Regions from separate parts of the Mus musculus genome. Here region 1 is linked to region 2. Evidence: chromatin contacts called from public promoter capture Hi-C data. All regions are on one chromosome and are shown on one strand. Each heading gives the region's core, a stretch centred on a gene start, on an enhancer-like site or on the middle of the called end of the contact. The rest is flanking DNA. Distances are from core to core; before and after follow the strand shown. Region 1 holds the start of Loxl4 (lysyl oxidase-like 4). Region 2 overlaps Crtac1 (cartilage acidic protein 1).

Region 1 (3,034 bases), core at 182-2,681, 290 kb before region 2:
AGGAAGACCCTCACCTGCTGTCCACCGTTGCCTCTGGCCAGTCTTGCAAGGTAAGGACTTCCGGCCAACATCAATTCATTCATTGGGTTCCAAGGTATTTTTAGCTCTGGGCAGCCAGGCCTGGTGGGTGACTGGCAGCAGGCGGAGCCTCCCATGTTGCTCCTGGCTCTGCATTAGAGGTGGCTGGGCAGAGGGTGGAGGCCCCGTGCATACCTGGTATCCTGGTCCACAGCTGCCTCATTGTCCCTAGGGGAGGAGCCGGGTTTCTGCCTCTGCCACTGACCTGAGGCTGGGAGCATTCTTTCCTGTTGATTCATCCTAGGGAATGTTTTGGGCCCAGGTCGGGTGGGGCAGGGCCACTGGGGGGACATCTTAGACATGAGCAGCTAGGGGTGGACCCAGGTCTCTGGCAACATGGTCAAGGTGACCTGGCTGTCACATGCCATCTTGGCCCTCATTACCTCTGCCTTGAGGTCACCTTTATTTGCACATCTTCCCTCTTCAGACTTGGGTACCCCCCTGCCAGCGTCTAGCACTTTAGCCCTTTTTCTAGCACATAGGAGAAAAATCAACAGAGGGTCCTGAATGAAGAAACCGTTAGCTGTCAATCTGAGGCAAGGTGGGGGACGCGCCGCTCACTGCTCTGAGACTAGAGAGGATACTGGAAACAGTCTGCTCATTTCACACGTGAGGTTCTGAAGGAGCTGAAGACTGGAAGCCCGAGGCCTGGAGCCTGGTTGCTTCTTCAGCTGGGGGACTCCCCTCCGCAGGCCTTCCTTCATTTGTTGTGTTCCACAGCCTCTCATTCCCCTCTGTCCTCCACTGCCCTCATCCCCTGAACCTGGCAAGGACCAGGGACATCCTGGCTAAGTACCGGAAGTCTTAAGTTCTCTGCTGCGAGGTTTATGACTCTGGGAAGCAAATCCTGTCTCCTGGGACTGAACTTCATAATGAGCAGAGCTTTGCTCTCAAGCCGCCTTCAGTAAACCTTGGGGACCAGGTCACAGAGAGACTGTTACTTAAGCTGCATCACCCAACCACTGAACGGGGCCCTCACCCCAAAAGAACGCCTGCATTGCCCTGCAGAAGCAGCCCACGGGATCCAGACCTAAGACTGTGGGGCGCTCAGTTCTATAAGGTTAATGGGACACAGCTCCGATCGCCCATTAGACAGAGGAGAAAACCGTGCCTGCAGAGGCACTCGCAGACCGGATCCTTGCCACCCGACGCTGTCCCCCGCCATGCGTCTCCGGGACTCCGTCACCCCCCACGCTCCCCGCAGCGCCTGGGACTTCCCAACTTGGCCCAGTCCCGAGCTGCGCGCCTGGCTGGTGGCCGGCCGGGCGGGGCTGCCCGTGCACACAGGCGCGCCCGGGGCGGGGCCTGCGACCTCCCCCGGGGAAGGCCCGGACTTGGGGCGGGAGGCTGGCGGATAAAAAGCCCCCAGGGCGCCCCGGGAGGCCCGTTAGCGCTGCTCTGCCGTGGCGCCCAGCCCAGCCCCGACCTCCAGATCCTGCCGGTGAGCTCCTGCCTGTTGCGATCTCCTGTCTGCCTCTTGCTGTCTGTCTTGTCCTTTCTTCTGTTTCTCGCGGGTGGGCAGGCCTCTAGAAGCTCAGAGGAATGGGGGGATCCCATGGATAAGTCAGCCCAGTGGGTGGGTCACAACCTGCTTCCCCACTGGACAAGTGCCCATCATGTTAGGGGAGTTGGTTCAAGGCTACATGAGTGGAGAGAGCTCTGGCAAGCAGGAGTCTGGGTGTTAGGTTTGTGAATACACTGTGTGTGAACACACTGTGTGTAACCATTTCTCACCCTGAAAGAATGCTGGGGACGGAGTAAAATAGAACTAGATGTCTCTCCTGTGACTCGGGGCACTAAGAGCTGGAGCAGAGCTGGGCTCCCCTCTACATAGAGCTGACTGCTGGAGATGATGTGAAAGAGGGTTTGGAGGCAGAGGGCTTCAAACCCCACCTTCCCCAGCCCTATATAGGTGGGAGCCTATTTGTAGGCTCTGCTCTAACCACAGGAACGATGCCATAAGGGTACAGGGCCTAGACCAAGGCCCAGAGAGTCACAGAAAAAGGACTAGGAGTGACCCACAGCTAGCCTCTCAGGATAGCCGCCCCCCCCCCCCAAACCTCTAGGAATCCTGGGCAATCATCCTCTCGCAGCCTTCCCTCCTGGCCAGGGCAGGTGCCTGTGTCTTCAGACTTCACTCCAGTGCCCTTGCACTTCAGCCTGAGTCATATAGCCAGTGACAAGGTAGAGTTCCATTCACCCTCCCTCTCTCTCCCTCATCCAACATCGATCAATCAATGAGAGCCCAGACTGTAGCCAGGTGGCCTGTTTGAATTCTGGCCAGTCCAGCTATTTCATTTCCTGGGGCCCCGACCTTTCCATCTGTGAAATGGAGAGGCCTATTCAAACAGGGTCCTAGAGGCATTCTTATCCTGTGGCCCCCTCACCCATTCCCTTCTCCCTGGGGAAGAGAAAGGGCACCTTCTTTCTCCAAGACCCAGTTCTCAGCCCAGTCCTCCTGTACTCAGTCCAGTGGGAACAAATAGGAAGGTAGGATACTGGGAGGCCTTTCTGGAGGGAGCAGCATTTGAGCTGGGTGTTGACATGTGTGTAGGAGTTTAACAATGGGCCCTGGGAGATGAAGGCTCTGTCTTGGGAATGACAATGAGGAGACGAGCTTGGTGTGAGTAACAGTTCTGGGAACCTGGAGTGGGCAGGAAGTATGGAGGCTCTCCAGGGCCTGCATCCTGGTGGCTTGAAAGGAAGGGCACTGCCCTAGCTTACAGGCACAGGTCTTGCAGCAGAAGCCCACCCCTGCCTCTAGGCAAGGAGCCTGAAGGCCTGTGGCTTCTGAGGAGACCTCCAACAGTGGGAACTTGAGCCACAGTCACAAAGCAGAACAGCCTAGCCTATCAGAGACCCCCAACAGCATGTTAACACCCTAGGGCCATTTCACATGTGTGCAAATTGAGAGGCCAAGAGAGGAAACCTGGACTCTTGACATGGTCACTGATGG
Region 2 (2,700 bases), core at 6-2,505:
CCTGTCCACTGTCCACCAGCCATCCTTGCCTCCTCTCTCCAGGTGTGGCCACATACACAGACAAGTTGTTCAAATTCCGAAATAACCGGTGGGAAGACATCCTGAGTGATGACGTCAATGTGGCCCGTGGAGTGGCCAGCCTCTTTGCGGGACGCTCCGTGGCCTGTGTAGACAGGACGGTAAGTGCAAGGGCCCAGGAGGGCCTGGGAGGAAGCAGAGGGCCCAAGGCTGTCCCACCTTGGTAGCTCCCGTTGTCCCACACACAATAGAAGCAAGATACTAAGTGGCTTAACTGGGGAACAAAAATAAGATCAGTGACATGCCTAAGACATGAAGCAAAGTCCAATACTAAATGGGGTGCTCATTCATTCAATTAATCAATGCTTCATGAATTCAATCAATGCTTCAGTGAGCTAGGCATTGAGTCACATGACCCTGTCCATATCTTTATAATATTGAAGGTGCAACAGGGGAGTGCAGAAGTGGTCAAGGCAGGGTTACCTGAATGTTCTAGAACCTTAGTTCATCAATGGTTCCATCAACCCCCTTCCTGTGTTTAACCCAAAACATGGGGAAGCGTGGCTGAATTGGAAGCAAGGAGAGGAGCTGTCGTTTGTGCTTGGAGCTGGGTCCCAGCAGCCCTACCGTAGACAGCGACTTCTGGGGATGTGATTTGTCCACCCTGTCACCTGCTCTCCTGCCACCCACCTGCTTGGCTCTATAACAATAATCACGGCAGCGAGGGCACAGCTGCTGCCCTGCTCCACAGTTGTGGGGCTGAAGGGGTGGGCTCCAAGAGATGGCACAGAGGGATTGGGGATTCAGCGCGAATGTTCGCAGCAGGGGTCTCCAGGCCTTAGGAGAAGGCAGGTGCCAGGTATAAATATTTATTTCTTAACAAGCTGGTGCTGGGGAGAGGAGCCAAGCTGGGCTGTGAAACCACATTTAGCCCTGACCTGAATCCATGCCACCTGGACTCCTGCCTGGTGGGAGGGGACAATGAGGTGGGTCTGAAGAGCCCTGGGAGGTGGAGGGCCATAGGTGGCAGGTCTGGTCACAGCTGGGGATCTTGTCCACACTCCTTCTGTTTCCCCGCCTCTCTCGTCAGGACTTAACCTCCCACACTGGCCAAAGTGGGACGTTCTCCCTGAACTGGAGGGAGGAGCTGGAGGTTAATCATGGATACACTCTATGTCCTAGCAAGGTCATCCTCACACTGGCATTTAACCATGGGACAAAAGCATTGTGGGGAAGGCAAAAGGGAGAGGGCGTCGTCCCTCTGCACAGTGGGCGGTGCTCGGAAGCTGTCTACTCCCAGCCTGACCTCACTCCATCCTCCAAGACCTTGGAGAACCGGAGAAAAAAACAAAAAACAAAAAACAAACAAACAAAAAAAAAAACCTTCCAGTGAATCACCACCAGGGGAAGAGGTGCTTCCTGCCCATTCCTGGGTCCAAGGAATTGTACGGAATGAACTGGGAGAGACCAAGGCCAATGCAGAAGCTAGAAGACAGGAATGCAGTGTGGCATAGAAAACACAAAAAGCAGTGGCAAAGGACAGAAGACAAAAGCGGCCCACCCTTGGGCAACCAACCATGCACGGAGCCCACGTCACAGGCCTCTTCTTTCTGAATCTTTACAATAAGCCCATGGGGTACAAGCTACCATTATCACCTTTTACAGATATGGAAATTAAGGCTTGGAGCAATTAAACAACTTGACCTTGGTCACATAATAAATGGCAGGCACAGCTGGGAATTGAACTCTGTCTGCCGGAAAGCAGAGCACACCCACACTCCATCCCCCTGCTACCCCAGCTCTGGGTACATGATAATAGACAGGCTTTCCTGACGACCCCCCCCCATTCAAGCCATCTTCATTTACCCCCCCCCCACCTGGGGGTGTCTGGGCTAGCTGCTCAGTGGTTCTCAGAGTGTGACCCCCAGACTATTGTCAGCACAAGCACTGTGAGGAATGGAGATTCAGAGGTGAGGGGGATGACTCTGCGGGTAAGAGTGCTTGCTGCACAAGCACAAGGGCCTGAGTTCAAATCCCAGGACGCTGTGTAAAAAGCCAGGGGTGGTTCTACAAGTGCTTGCAATCCTGGTGCTCTGGGGGTTAGAGACAGGGGGGTTCCTGGGCTTGCTAGCCACCAGCCAAGTTCCAGGTTCAGGAAGAAACCCTGTCGCAGGAGAAATGTGGTGGTCAGTGTAGAATGAGACACACCACATCTTCCTCTGGACTCTGTGTGTGCACTAAAAAGCACAGGCCCTGCCTGCTGCATCCCTCAGACCAGCTGAATCAGAAATGCCAGAGACACAGCTCAACTCATGGGGACTGGCAAGGGTGGTGATGGGCTGAGGGGAGTCTGTCCCTGCCTAGCCACAAGTCCCTTCCTCACGCCCTGCTCCAGATCTGGAGCCATCTCCTGCCCTTTATCTCCAGCTGCCCCGTCACTCACTCACCTTCCTGGATGGAGCTCAAAGCTGATCTCTTACAAGAAGCGTTCCCTGGTCAATAACGATTATGCCTCATGTTTATATTGCGTTTTTTTTTTTATCTTCTCGGAGACCTTTCACATACATTGTCTCATTCCGGCTTCTCAGACACCCTGCCCTCCCCCCCCCCCCATTTAGCACGTGCAAAAGGCAGCCTGCAGGCCTTGATGGACGTGCCCACGGCTAAAGAGTCATCGGGGCC

What was found. Promoter capture Hi-C pulls out the DNA fragments that hold promoters and counts their contacts.
Region 1: a contact with region 2 is called in a promoter capture Hi-C map of embryonic stem cells, with 2.4 times the contacts expected there. The contact joins the promoter of Loxl4 here to the enhancer-like site in region 2. A contact is called at or near these places in 17 of 39 promoter capture datasets (the 3T3-L1 cell line, 3T3-L1-derived adipocytes, the C10 cell line and 11 more), 2 of 484 Hi-C or Micro-C datasets (embryonic stem cells and pancreatic cancer cells), 4 of 115 datasets of contacts at active chromatin or transcription factors (embryonic stem cells, pancreatic cancer cells and stem cell-derived neural progenitor cells) and 2 of 9 other capture datasets (embryonic stem cells and liver).

The regions. Positions count from the first base shown.
Region 1 is chr19:42,611,203-42,614,236 of GRCm38.p6, reverse strand. It overlaps Loxl4 (lysyl oxidase-like 4), which reads left to right and starts at 1,431. Exons shown (of 15, transcript NM_053083.3): 1 at 1,431-1,519.
Region 2 is chr19:42,321,191-42,323,890 of GRCm38.p6, reverse strand. It overlaps Crtac1 (cartilage acidic protein 1), which reads left to right. Exons shown (of 15, transcript NM_145123.5): 4 at 43-179. Among named protein-coding and RNA genes, the nearest start is that of Mir3085, 42 kb to the right of the region's middle. Within about 2 kb of position 1,255, at least 5 of the 459 cell types and tissues checked have an H3K27ac peak or open chromatin away from gene starts, as enhancers often do. A contact at or near this core is called in embryonic stem cells, where this site is marked.